Regions from separate parts of the Mus musculus genome. Here all the other regions are linked to region 2. The links are chromatin contacts, called in public promoter capture Hi-C maps. All regions are on one chromosome and are shown on one strand. Each heading gives the region's core, a stretch centred on a gene start, on an enhancer-like site or on the middle of the called end of the contact. The rest is flanking DNA. Distances are from core to core; before and after follow the strand shown.

What was found. Promoter capture Hi-C pulls out the DNA fragments that hold promoters and counts their contacts.
Region 1: a contact with region 2 is called in a promoter capture Hi-C map of hippocampal neurons, with 2.1 times the contacts expected there. The contact joins two enhancer-like sites. A contact is called at or near these places in 9 of 39 promoter capture datasets (the 3T3-L1 cell line, 3T3-L1-derived adipocytes, cranial neural crest and 5 more), 1 of 15 datasets of contacts at CTCF or cohesin (large pre-B cells), 9 of 484 Hi-C or Micro-C datasets (the G1E-ER4 cell line, the HL-1 cell line, cardiomyocytes and 4 more), 2 of 115 datasets of contacts at active chromatin or transcription factors (acute myeloid leukemia and embryonic stem cells) and 1 of 9 other capture datasets (pancreatic islet).
Region 3: a promoter capture Hi-C map of hippocampal neurons shows a contact between it and region 2, with 3 times the contacts expected there. The contact joins two enhancer-like sites. A contact is called at or near these places in 7 of 39 promoter capture datasets (cranial neural crest, embryonic stem cells, frontonasal cranial neural crest and 4 more), 1 of 15 datasets of contacts at CTCF or cohesin (large pre-B cells), 12 of 484 Hi-C or Micro-C datasets (CD8 T cells, cerebellar granule neurons, cochlea and 6 more), 2 of 115 datasets of contacts at active chromatin or transcription factors (differentiating embryonic stem cells and embryonic hindbrain) and 3 of 9 other capture datasets (adipose tissue, liver and pancreatic islet).

Annotation. Positions count from the first base shown.
Region 1 is chr17:30,824,085-30,828,584 of GRCm38.p6, forward strand. The region is part of intron 85 of Dnah8 (dynein, axonemal, heavy chain 8); the gene reads left to right. Among named protein-coding and RNA genes, the nearest start is that of Gm41561, 32 kb to the right of the region's middle. Within about 2 kb of position 2,062, at least 14 of the 459 cell types and tissues checked have an H3K27ac peak or open chromatin away from gene starts, as enhancers often do. A contact at or near this core is called in hippocampal neurons, where this site is marked.
Region 2 is chr17:30,974,955-30,979,337 of GRCm38.p6, forward strand. All of the region lies in intron 6 of Umodl1 (uromodulin-like 1), which reads left to right. Among named protein-coding and RNA genes, the nearest start is that of Umodl1, 22 kb to the left of the region's middle. Within about 2 kb of position 2,522, at least 11 of the 459 cell types and tissues checked have an H3K27ac peak or open chromatin away from gene starts, as enhancers often do. A contact at or near this core is called in hippocampal neurons, where this site is marked.
Region 3 is chr17:30,744,957-30,749,638 of GRCm38.p6, forward strand. It overlaps Dnah8 (dynein, axonemal, heavy chain 8), which reads left to right. Exons shown (of 93, transcript NM_013811.3): 50 at 1,802-2,048; 51 at 2,191-2,432; 52 at 2,891-3,031; 53 at 3,552-3,789. Among named protein-coding and RNA genes, the nearest start is that of Gm24661, 35 kb to the right of the region's middle. Within about 2 kb of position 1,860, at least 10 of the 459 cell types and tissues checked have an H3K27ac peak or open chromatin away from gene starts, as enhancers often do. A contact at or near this core is called in hippocampal neurons, where this site is marked.

The DNA.
Region 1 (4,500 bases), core at 812-3,311, 150 kb before region 2:
AGTGAGCCTGGGTCCAACACACCCGGAAGGAAGTGAGCCTGGGGCCCTGCTGCTTATGGAGCTTGCCCTTGTAACTTTTAATTTTTTTCAAACCTTATTTTAAATCATGGTTCTTAAATGCTTTAACCTCGCTGGTAGTCCACCACCCACCAGAGGTAGTGGGAAAGAAAAGATGCGGGGGCGGGGAGAGTGGACTCTGTAAACGGATCAACAGCAGCAGCAGCAGGTCAATCCACTCGCAAACTCTTGTTGGACACAACAACAGCCCAGTACGGTAGAGTCGGGATAGCAAACAGGAATCAACAGCAGTGGCACTACCTAGCAGAGACAACCAGGTCTCAGCCAGGAGAAGTTCTAGGCTGTGCCTCTCTCTCAGCGAAGCGATCCACAAAGATGCGAGACCCACAAGCGTTACACACCTAACTGTACCAGCAAGCCTAGCTTTCTCTGGTCACTGGCTTGTCAAGTCCTTTTTATATTCCCTTCAAACATCATGCACGTGTCCTCCATGTGTGTTGCCTCAGCACAAGTCTTGCCTCAGTACGTGAGTCTGTTTCAGCTGACATCACTCTGCCAATCAGCCCGAGTCAGCAAAAGTGGCAAGAAACTGCAGCACGCCACCATAAGGTTTTTTGGTGTATTTCTCTCTGTGGAGTCCTGACCAATACATGCATGTTTGTTAGCAAAGAATCCTTCATCATGTGTCCTTTCATGTGCTTGCTTTAGTAGAACATCCTCTCTCCTGCATCTGCTTCAGCCAAACGTTCCTTAGTCTTAGTCTTTCTCCTGTGTCCACTTCAGGAAAACATTCTTTCACATCCAACACAGCTGACTTTCCAAAGAACCCTTACGTTTCCGCTTCGGACCCTCTACTGCAGTAGGACCTCCTGCCTGCTGTCTTCTCTACAGACTTTGTATTTCTGTGTTTTCTGCACGCCTTCACCAAACTCGAAGTCCTCTCACCTGGTTTTACAGAGCAGCCTCATTTTCCTTGTGAACCAGAAGCCTGGGGTTGGGCCTCTGGTTGTTGGTTTTGTTTGTTTGTTTGTTTGTTCGTTTTCTGTCACATTGTCTTATTTTCTCGACTAGGTGGGAACTTCTTGAGAGCACATGTATTCTCTATATTCTAGTGTGTTTCTATTGTACTAACAAGACTTTATCCCAGGGCTTCCAAAATACTGCTTGTTCTGAAGAGATCCAGTGTTGTAAATAGCCCCAACATCTACACCCAAGATTGAAGCTCCCAGGCCCTCCCTGCTTGGTATTTTACTTTATTTTCTTTTTTAGTCGTGAATGCCACTGCTTGTTCTTTATTTTATTTGTTTATTCAAAAGATTTTATTTATGTTATGTATGTGAGTACACCCTAGCTGTCTTCAGACACACCAGAAGAGGTCATCAGGTCCCATTATACAGATGGCTGTGAGCCACCATGTGGCTGCTGGCATTTGAACTCAGGACCTCAGGAAGCGCTTCTTAACCACTCTTAACCACTGAGCCATCTCTCCAGCCCTCTTTGTTTTATTTTATTTTAAATTTTGGTTCTTCTCTTTTTTGAGGTTCTTAAATTACATTGTTGTTTATTTATGGGGGTGGTGGTGGCTAGTGACATGGCTCATGGGTGGTTGGAGAACAGCTTTGGGGAGTTAGTTCCACTCCCAACCCCCCACGAGTGGTTTGTCTCTCAGGCATCAATTTAGCCCATTGAGGCTTTTGAGAGGATGTCCATCCGCCGAGCTGTCTCTGTCTCTCGGAGCCTGATTCTCCTTTTCCTTTATTGTCATTTAGAGAGATCAGCGGGTGGGTGGATACTTGTACATCAGATGAGCACAAGAACTCGAAATGATTTTGTATGAACGGGAAAAAAAAGCATCCACTGAGATTTTGTCTTCTTTAAAAAATATACCCCTCCCCCACCCCCAACTCTTCTGCTTTTGCGGTCAGTGAGCCAACCCAGAATGCTTTAAATAAGAATGGATCTGAAGGCGACAGGCACTGAGGCAGCTTTTAGCACTGGGGCAGTTTCTGAAGCTCTCCTTCTAAGGAATGGCTGGGCTGCCATCGCTGTGAGCATATTAATGGAAGTGTTTCCATGGAGCCAGATCGAGTATCTCCAGCAATTGCATAGCAAGGATTACACCCCATTCACCTCCCCCCATCTAATTGAACCCTAAATTTCAAAAATTAAGTCAAATGCTTAGGTAAAACTCACTGTAGATCCTGATTTTATTTTATTTGTGGTTTGTAAAAACGAGTAATAGGTTCCATTTCACTAAGTGACTTAGACTCTGCAGTTTGAGGATTACATGGTAGAAGAAACCACGGTGACTATTTTCATGTGAATATGTGAAAGGCTCTACCCAACCCTGACTGCTGGAACAACCTAAAAGAGGCTTACCTCAATGTCTCCGAGGTCTACTCAGCAACTTCAAAGCTCCAAGTTAGCCTTGGAATCAACCTCACTGAGGGTGGGGGTGGGGGTGGGGGTGGGCGTGGGGGTGTAGGTGTGAGGGTGGGTGTGGGTGTGGGGGGTGGGGGGGATGGGGGTGTGGGTGGGGGTGGGGGTGGGGGTGGGGTTCCTTCGTTAGGATAGTGATGACCAGCGTGGCTTAGACAACTGCAAATCTTTTTACCACATGAAGACAAAGTTGGAAGACCGTCCTTCACTGCCAAGCTTCCAAATCTGGTTAGAGGACCAAATATTTTAACAGGAGGCAAGAAGATAAACAAACCAAATATCTTGGTTAGTTTTGCTGTCAAGTTGACACACCTGGGAAGAGGAAACCTCAACAGAAGAGTTGTCTCCATCGGATTGGCCTTTGGTGTGCCTGTTGGGCATTCTCTTGATTGCTGATCGGTGTAGGTTCCACTACGGGCAGAACCATTCTTAGGCAGGTGGACCTAGGTTGTATAAGAAAGTTAGCTGAGAGGGAGCCGGGAAGCAAGCCAGTAAGAAGCAGCCCTCCATGGTCTCTGCTGCAGTTTCTGCCTCAAGGTTCCAGCCTCCCCCAGGTTCCTGCTATGGCTCTCCTTGGTGATGTACTGTAATCTGCAAGCCAAATAAACCCTTTCCTCCCTCAGGTTGGTCATGGTGTTTATTACAGCAACAGAAGCCAGATTAGGAAACATAAATGCAGAGTCTGGAAAGCCATCAGGAGATGCACACAGGACAAGGAACAACAGCCTGCCCTCTCTCAACACCACACCCTCCATCCCATCACATCCTCCATAGACAGGGTAGAACATGGTGCTTGGAAACTCTCACTTGTGCATATCTTCCTAGTGTAAGTGGCAGGAAGAACTTTTTAAACTCAGTTCACATTCCTAGCACTGTCTACTCAGCTTTTTTTTTTTTCAGTCTTTCTAATTAGCATACAAAGCACTGGGCTTCCTTATGGCATTCTTCAAATGGATTTTGGGTGGAGTCTCTGTGATGGTTTGTATATGCTTGGTCCAGCAAGTGGCACTATTACAAAATGTGGCCTTGTTGGAGTAGCTGTGTCTCTGTGGGCATAGGCTTTAAGATCCTCAACCTAGCTGCCTGGAAGCCAGCCTTCTACTATCAGCCTTCAGATGAAGATGTAGAACTCAGCTACACCTGTACCATGCCTGTCTGGATGCTGCCATGCTCCCACCTTGATGATTATGGGCTAAATCTCTGAACTTGTAAAACAGCCCCAATTAAATGTTGTCCTTATAAGAGTTGCCTTGGTCATGGTGTCTGTTCACAGCAGTAAAACCTTAACTAAGGCAGTCTCCCTACTTAACTACTTCCCCAGCTCCCTGCCCCTCCTCTTCAGTTGTGTGTATGTGGCATTTTCCACTGTCCACCCATCTGCTAATGGGCATCTATGCTGGCTCCATTTACTAGCTATTCTGAGGAGAGCAGCAATAACTATGGATACACAGGTACCTCTGTGGTAAGATAGAGAATCCTTTAGGTGGTGCTGTTATGGCTGCGTCAGATGGTAGTTCTATTTGTAATTGTTTTTAAGGACCCTCCAAACTGGTTTTCATAATGGCTTCACTAATTTGCACTGGCAATGGCAGCAAGCACGAGTTCCTTCCCCAACCCTCACTAGCTTTTGCTGTTTATTTTCTTGAAGGTTCAATCGATTGATCAATCGCCACTCTGACCTGGGGTTGGGGTGGGTGGGTGATGAAATGAATCTCAATGTCATTTTAATTTGTATCACACTGGCAGCTAGAGGTGCCAAACACTTGTAAAATATTAGCCATTTGTGTTTCTCCTTTTGAGACCTATTTTAACAGTTCCATTTATTAACTGGCAGGAAGTAGGTTTTTTTTTTTGTGCTTAACTTTTTGCAATTCTTTATATATTCTATATACTAACCCCTGTCTTAAGTTGAGCTGGCAAAAGCTTCCTCCATTCTACAGGCCGTCTGTTCATCTTGCCAATGGTTTCCCTTTGCTCTGTAGAAACTCTTTTTCTTGGGCTCGTTGTCCTTTTTTAGTCAATTGGTTAAGCAGTGGGGATAAG
Region 2 (4,383 bases), core at 1,272-3,771:
TTCTCACTATCTTAAATACCCTTCAGCTCAAAGACCCTCCTTTCTCTTTCCTGAGTTTTTCTATTTTTACTCCCTGTCTGCTGGTTTCTTGCTCTACCTCTTAACCTATGGCTGACTTTATTTAGCTTTTGTTTACATAAAGTTCTTGGGTTAAAGGTGTGTGCAAGGACTGAACCACACCACAACAAGACTTTTCCAGTTGACAATGTGATCAAATATTCTAGAACAAATGGAGATAGACTTAAGGGACATTTATATCAATCCCAAAGGGAGAACTGGTTCATCTCTGGCTTTGTATGGGTATCATAAAGACCAAGCTGGAGGTGGAGGCAGGGAGGCTATGGGGACTTTGAACACACACACACATACACACACTAGTGTGTGATCCACAACAACAACCCCACTCCCACCCCTGTGCCACCTTGCACCAGCTTGGCCAGCTTCCCTCTCCTCCTACCTCCCATAAGCATCAAACCTTCATTCTAATATCCAAAATAACATACCCCATTATTGTCCCTTTGTGGCCAAGATAACGTCTCCTTAATATCCAGTCTCCAGTCTCTGAACTGTGGTATTCTCTTCATTATCATCTTTAAAGTCCAAGCCTGTGTCTCAGCTGTCTTTAGCACTTATCTCTGAGAGCTCTGGAACTATTTACTTTAAATTGTATAATTTTTCCTTCTGCCTCTCCTTCCACCCCTTGTCATCACAGGTATTCTGGTCTCCCTCAGCCCTGCATTATCTCTGGTGCTCCCTGGTGCTGGGTGGGGACCAATTAGAGACCTAGACAGAGACCCCATGCCATCCTATGGATTGGACTTTGTGACTATCTCCCTGGAAAATCCATGAGATCCTGTGACAGGGACTTATCTTTAAGTGGGGTTGCCCTTCTTATTGGCCCTGGACCCTATTAGTGCTTGGTAGGGCTAAGAGTACTTCAGAGAATGGTCCTAGGTGTATATATACACAGACAGCAGAGTGGACCTCACAGCCAGGGTGAAGGCATCTCTGGCTCTGTCCTTTGCAACCTGGAGACTCTGTGTCTCTTCTTAAGGATACCCTGGCTGGATTCTGAATAGAATGTGCAGTATTATCTCTTAGCCTCCTGTGGCCCCTGGTGGTCACCCAATCTCCTGATGTTTTCTCCCCAGATCTCTCAATTCCACGCACAGTGCATTACTTCATGGTGCATCATGGTGCTGGGTAGGGAAGGATTAGAGACCTAGATAGAAACCTCATGCCACCATCTCCCTCCTTAGTGGGAGAAACCCATGGAGTTTTGTGTGCATGAGTTCTGCTGAAACTTCCCTGTGTCCCTCATTCCCCTGAAAGTGACAGGTCATGTCACTCAACTTTAGTAACAGAAAGGTAGTGGACCATACACCAGGGCTCAGATCTCTTGAGAAAATGCCAGACATAGTGTGATGGTTTGTATATACTTAGGTTGGAGAATGGCACTATTAAGAGGTGTGGCCTTGTTGGAGTAGGTGTGGTTTTGTTGGAGTAGATGTGTCATCGTGGGCATGGGCTTTAAAACCCTCATCCTAGCTGCCTGGAAGTCAGTCCTCTCCTAGCTGCCTTTGGAACAAGATGTAGAACTCTCAGCTCTTCCTGGACCATGCCTGCCTGGATACTGTCATGCTCCCACCCTGATGATAATGGACTGAACCTCTGAACCTGTAAGCCAGCCCCAATAAAATGTTGTCCATATAAGACAACAATGTTGCCTTGGTCATGGTGTCTGTTCACAGCAATAAAACCCAAACTAAGACACATAGTGAGGTTGCACTGCACATCTCTGCAATATAAGGACCTTGAAGGTTCCATTCCTAGGGTCCCCTGTTATTGCAAATGAAGACAGACAACTAGCAACTCCATTCTGCCTTCAAAGGCCTTCTATCTGAGGAGCCCAGGAATTTTAGGCTTCTGAAGAATTGCATGCCTACCTCACACACTGTAATTCCCGGGAGCTTGCTGTGTGCTCTCATGTTTCAGAGATTCCCTGGTCTGTAGATTCTGAGTATCCTGTCCTTGTAGTGGGTAGACAGGCTGTAACACTGTCGTTTTGACTGTGGTCAATGGTCTGCTAAGATGCTAGGCTCTCTCTGCAATTACTTTTGCTACCAGTTAAATTGGGCTGTGCCATAGGCAGAATAAGCCCCTAGTAGCTTCCAGATCAAGGACTGAGGATGGATAGGGGACAAGACAAAGGAAGGCTTTTCTAGATGGAAGAGGGCTGTATGTGCGTGTGTGTGTGTGTGTGTGTGTGTGTGTGTGTGTGTGTGTGTGTGTGTTTCCAGACTTGAGCGTTCAAACCAGTTTTTGCTGCATGTATTTTAAATTTAGAAGCTAATACAAAGGGGCAATCTGTTGGACTGGCTCAGCTGTACAAGTCGCTGGAAAATACAGCATAATTTTCAGATGCATTTCTTGTGAAATTAGTCACCCAACAGATGGTCCATGGAGCAGCTGGATTCTTGCACAAGACAACAGCCCAAAGAAGTCTTGCATAATTTGCCCTTGCTATTCTAGGGATGTGTCCTGCCTTGAGGAAGGCCTGGATCCTCCCCTATCTAATCTCCATGCTCGACTGGCACCTGCCAGCTTTTTAGCTGCCACCATTTGTGGCCTGGTGGGGCAGGAGTGCCAACTGCCAAAGTGAGCAAGGCTGGCTTGGAGTAAGAGGAATGATCCCTCAGGCAATCCTTGTGGCTCCCATTTGAGTTTGATTTCAATAACCAGAATGTTTGATTGAGTCTGTCTTCGAGGCTTCACATTCCACAAGACTTGGGTGTCAAGCTGCTGGATGCAAAAGAAAAGAGGAACAGAGTTTGACAGAGAGATCTCATGAAGTGGTGTCCCCGTGTCCCTGATCAGAAGGAGATGGCTCAGGGCCACCCAGAAGGAACAAGAGCCCAGAACCATAGCCCTGGTGACTCTGATGAACAACTCCAAAAGGATCATTGAATTTTGGGATTCTGTCCCCAGCCACAGCATGGGGAGAGCCACAGAGCTTTTGACCTGGATTTTGGAAGATCGGGGTTTCTTTCTGTAGCACTTTGCTGTGTGAACAGAGATCTACACACCTGACATAAGGCTCTAACAATGGACCGAAGAGAGGGCTCCAAGCCTAGCATAGGTTCACCCACAGGCATATGGGATGGCTCCCAAATAGCCACATCAACGACAAATCTCATAGCAGTGTGGACGATGATGCCGCCCCCATACTTGCTTAGACATACCCCCCATCCAGTAAGCCTTCTATCTTCTAGCACCTTCTTAGACCACTTCCAGCTGGGAGCAGGGCTGAAGGAAGACATGGCTGGGATCTCAGGTGATGGTCTAACAAGTTTCCTTGTCCCTTTCTTCCATGAAGGAGAGCCATCAGAACAGACCTTTGGGGTCTCTCTCAGGGGGACACAGGTGCTGGTGATGATGTTGTCCCCTAAGATGGAGGACAGAGGGTGTGGGGACACTCTCAGATCGTGGGAAACCTCAAGAGTCAAGTGTTGTTTGCTAGGGCCATGGTAAGCTTCAGAGTAATCATAGGAAGGAGGCGTCCTGGTTGGTGGAGGATGGATCCAAGTTCCTGGGAAAGAGGGGGTGAGGTGAGTTTTTATCTTAAAACACCACAGAAGGGTTCTACAAAGACAGGTTGGCCTTAGGGTACTGGAGTGATCCAAAGAGCTACCCCACAAGTTTTTCTGCCCAGTGTGGAAGGCTGCCTGGAAACTCACTGAACAGGACTTGAGGATGTATAACCACCCTGTAGCCGCTGGAACAAAGTACCTTGGACAGCGCAGCATAAATCATGGAAAACATCCTCTCGAAGTCCAGGAGACCACGAGCTCACGACAGATATCACTAGGCCAGATGGTTGGACTGAGGGTCCTCTGGGGGCTCTGGGATGATTCGCTCCCTGCCTTTTCTGATGGCTGCCTGCACTCCTTGGCTCGTGGCGCTTCTCTAGCCTTTGATGTCAGCGCCTACGGTTCTTTCTCCACTCTGTCCTCATGTGACCTCCTGTTCTTGCTGTGTTAACTGTCCCTCTGATGCTCTGCTATGAAGGCACCTGTGATTACATTTAGGACCACCCTAGATTTCATCACACCAGCTCTTTTCTACATAAGAGCCCTCTCAAGGTCATCGTGCATTCTCCGCCCTGTGTTTGGATAGCTTTGGAGCAGGACGTTCTGCCTCAAACTGCAAGGCTTAATGGCCTTACTGACTGATTTATCTCTTCAACTGTATCCTTCAAGCTCTCATAAAAAAGGTGTTGGGAAACCATATCATTTAAGAGGGGTTTTTCCCCCTTTAGTATGGCTTTTACAAAATATTTTTAAGTCCTGATTGCTTATTCTTTTTAGCAGAACTGAAATTCTG
Region 3 (4,682 bases), core at 610-3,109, 230 kb before region 2:
CCTCTTGCTGTGGGCCTGGCAGTACTACCTGCTGCAGACGCTTCAAGGGGACACACCCTAGAGCATGAGGAACCTAGGTCTGCTCCTTTGCTTGTGTGTGTGTGTGTGTGTGTGTGTGTGTGTGTGTACATGAGGTGTGCAGGTGTGTGTATGAGCATCTGTTGGCATAATTGCTTTGTCATTTTCTTGGGTTATTAGAAGTCTACCTCCCTTCCGACCCTTATTCCTCCCCGATCCCTTCCAGCCCCCAACACTAAGGAGGAGAAAGAGAAGGTCAGAGGGGCGAGGGGGCACAGACCTCTTTAGACTACTTCCTGCAGATGAGAGGGGCATTGTGTTCCTTGGGGCCAGGCTGATCGTCACAGTCAGGAGAGCTCCAGCTTCTTGTTAAACCATCACAAGAGCAAGCAGGAGCAGCAGGAGGCTGCAGGAAGCAGCAGTTGTCTTCTTCCTCCTCCTCTTCTTCCTCCTCCTCCTCTTCTTCCGTCTTCCTCCCTCTCCTCCTCCTTATTCTTCCTGCCTCTCTTAGGGCTCAGGCATGTATGCCCTCCTCAGAGTTCCCAGAATGAAACTATCTGCAGCTGGCAAAAACCATGCCACTGCCCTTGCCCCGATCCGAGGACGAGACAATCATAGTTAACAGCTGTAGACAGATTGAAGCAGGCCCATACCCCACACCTGGGACTAAAACAAAAACATTTACACATAAGGTCACTGGGTGGTTAAAGAAACCAAAACTCTCCCTACAAGTGTGTGTGTGTGTGTGTGTGTGTGTGTGTGTGTGTGTGTGTGTGTGCATGGATGTGCATATGTGTGAGTGTGAACATGTGTTATGGCTCAACTACATTAGATCTTTAGCCCAGGCTGGCCTAGAACTTCCTATATAGTCGAGGATGGCCCTGACCTGTTGACTGCCCCCCCCCCCTGCTTTTGTCTCTGGAGTGCTGGGATTATAGGAGTGTGCCCCCTTACACGGTGCATCAGAAGCCGAGGGCATCACGTACTCTAGGCAAGCCCCTCCTGATTGAGCTATTTCCACAGCCCACTCCCTGCTGTGTTCTTAGTATGCCTCCTTAAATCCTCTCTCCCACTCCCACGTACCCATGTATGCTTCTTGTTCTCGGAGCAAACGGAAGACTGAAGGCACTTTGTGTGTGGGCGCAGGGGCAGGCATTTCCCGAGCACTTATTGCTCCCAAGTACTATCCCCTCAAGGAAGGATGGCTGGGCGAGGGGATAGGAAGGCCAGGTTCCTCTGCTTCTAGGTGGAGAGTCCCTGGTGGGGTCATGCTTGTCTGCCTGCTGCAGCTGTCCTCCGTTGCACCTTACCCCAGTCTTCCCATCCCTGGGACTGTAATATCCACACCCTTCTTTGTATCTTCCGAGGGCTCTCCCCAAGTAAATCACTTCCACATGCAAAAATCTTTATTCAAGCTGTGCCTCTGGAGACCCAGAGGCAGGCTCAGGGGCACCCTAGATCTTTACCGAGATGCTGTGCGCTGCTGCTTTCCACCACTGGGGGGCGACATCACCACACAGCACACGCACCCACCCACCCATGTCACATGAGGCAGAAAGCAGATCCTGAATTAATTATTTGCAAAATGTAATTCAAGCCCCACGACATCATTACTTTATCACCTATGTTGTTTTTCAACGCCACACTAGTTTTGCTTCCCAAATCCAGTGAAACAAAGGACACTTAGATATTATTTAAAGCCTTTAAAATTTCAGCTAGCACGCAGAAACATCAGCCGGAGACTAATAACCTACGTTTCCCAATGTGTCATTTGATGGTGTAGTTATATGAGACCTCTCTGGTACGGCATGGCCTGATGACCCTCGGGCCCAGCGGTTCTGGGAAGACGACGGTCATAACAATTCTGATGAAATCATTAACGGAGTGTGGGAGGCCTCACAGAGAGATGCGAATGAATCCAAAGGCGATTACCGCGCCTCAGATGTTCGGCAGGCTGGATACAGCCACCAACGACTGGACAGATGGGATCTTTTCCACTCTGTGGAGGAAGACATTAAAAGCTAAAAAGGGTAGGCACGGGCCTCCCTCCGAGTTCACTCTTTCCCTGCGAGCTTATTAGAACGGACCTTGCATTTGCTCAGTTTCCCGTTTTCATTAGTTGCAGAAGGAAAAACCGATCTATCTTCCCCTACTTCCCGTCCTCATTTGCAGGTGAGAACATCTTCCTCATCCTAGACGGCCCCGTGGATGCCATCTGGATTGAGAACTTAAACTCCGTGTTGGACGATAACAAGACGCTCACCCTGGCTAACGGGGACCGCATCCCCATGGCCCCTACCTGTAAGCTGCTGTTTGAGGTGCACAACATTGAGAACGCCTCTCCTGCCACGGTGTCAAGGATGGGCATGGTATACATCAGCAGCTCGGCTCTCAGCTGGAGGCCGATATTACAGGTGGGGACCGGAAACAGGCCAGGGTCTACAGGTCTCTGCTCTTCTCATTTTTGCTTACGTGTGTACACGCGTGTGCAGATAGCCCAGTGTACGGGTACATGGGGATGCCATTGGATAACCTTGGGTGTTTTTCTTTAAGCCACCTTACCATCCACACTTCTTTTACTTTGTCTATAGTGTCTCTCAATGGCCTGGAACCTGTCAAGGAGGCTAGGCTGACTACCCAGGGGGTCCCAAGGACCTGCTTGTCCCCTCCCCCTCCCCAAACCCCATCGCTGGTATCATGAGCACATGCCAGCATATCCGGCTTTTTTTTTTTTTTTTTTTTTTTTTTGATGTGAGTTCGGGGAATCAACCCCACGTCTCCGAGCTCGCAAGACAAGCAAGCACTTGATCTACAGAGTCGCACTGGCAGCTCTACACTTTCCTAGTGCTTAGATGTTGTCCTTTGACCTCAGGCATGGTTGAAGAAGCGCAGCCAGCAGGAAGCCTCCGTCTTCCTGAGTCTGTATGATAAGGTGTTTGAAGACGCATACACGTACATGAAACTAAGCCTCAACCCCAAGATGCAGCTCCTGGAGTGTAATTACATCATGCAGGTGAGACTCCGCTCTGCTTTGTACCCACCCTTCTGAAAACACCTGAAGCTTTCCGCTCGGCTGCCTCACGGGGCACCTAGTATAGGAAGTCCTACAGCCTAGGAGCTCTTTTTAAGTGGCTTGGGGGGTGAGGGCTCTGAGATTTGAATCCCTAGAGAAAGAGGGATGAATCCGCACACTAGTAATCTAACTTTGGAGCCAGGAGCCACAGAGGAGGCCTTTTAGTTTTTAGATGGGGAAAGCAGACCCAGCCACAGGAGCTGGGGTAGAACCCACACTTGTGGCTTCCCAACTCATTCCTCACTTCCGTTGGTCACACAGCCCGACCGAAGCTTTATCTGTCCTCTAACACTGGGGACCGCAAGGACACTCATCAGGCTATGTCTTGAGATATTATTTCTGTTTTCTTTTCTCTTCCCCCTCTTGCTTTCCATTTTCTCCTTTCAAAAATGTCAGCCTGCGCATTTTTAAAATTGAGACTAAAAAAAAAAAAATGGATCTTATCTGAAATCTCTTCCAGTCTCTCAATCTCCTGGAAGGTTTAATCCCTTCCAAAGAAGAAGGTGGCGTCTCGTCGGGGGACCACCTCCACAAGCTGTTTGTGTTTGGTCTGATGTGGAGCCTGGGAGCCCTTTTGGAACTGGATAGCAGGGAAAAACTGGAAGTCTTCCTCCGAGGTCACGGGAGCAAGCTGAACCTGCCGGAGATACCCAAGGGCTCCCAGCAGACTATGTATGAGTTTTACGTTACCGACTACGGTAAGTGCGGCTAAGTACGGTTCAAACAAAGCGACCTGAAAATACAAATGGCCAAGGAGTTGAGAGCTAAGGCCACCGGGGAATCTAACTACAAAGATGTTTTAACAATAAGCCAGAGGTGGGATTTTTCCATATCAGCTGTGCTGAGGGTGACCGCCCTGACTTCTCCACTTGGAGTGGTCTAAGGAAGATCGGCTGGGAGGAGCAGCTCCCGGCACATCGCCTGCTTCCTAACGCTTAGGAAGTAACAGGGAAGCACACACAACAGAGGGGTCCCACCACCTCTGTTGCCAATGCCAGTGCGAATAGAGGGAGCCCAGTGGGCAGGGCATTGCCCCTGGCCCCGCTCAGCTTTCCTTTAAATCAGTGCCCTTCGACTCAATGCTTTTATCCAGAACCAGGCTCGAACTGCTCCCTTGCCTCCGAGACAACAAAGCAACCAAAGATCCTGCCCTGGCTCCTATATTTACCTCTGCTGCTTCTCCAAAGCGCCAGAGCTGCAAAGGCGTTTTTGTGTGGCTATATTAAAAGGAGAAATAGGACAGGAGGGGAGATGGGAGAGAAAAACAACGAGAGAGTAAGCAGAAGGCACGCAGCCTTTGATTTAGCACACGGGCCACAACCTAACTCCTAGTTGCGGAGTAATTTGCTGTGCATCTCCGAGAATCTCCGGAGGGCTCAGGGAGCAGGAGCAGGGGAGGTGGAACTATTAGTCAGAGGGCTTGTCCTCAGTGTCTTTAAGAAAAAGATCCCCTAACTCTCTTCCCAAAGCTGCCACCGGGTAGCGGGGCCCACGCGACGCTGCCAATGAGCTTCTGGCTTTCCTTGGCACCTTTGAGGGCGGCAGAGCCTTGCCAGTGAGTTGGGGCACACGTCTGTGTTCGGAATGGCCT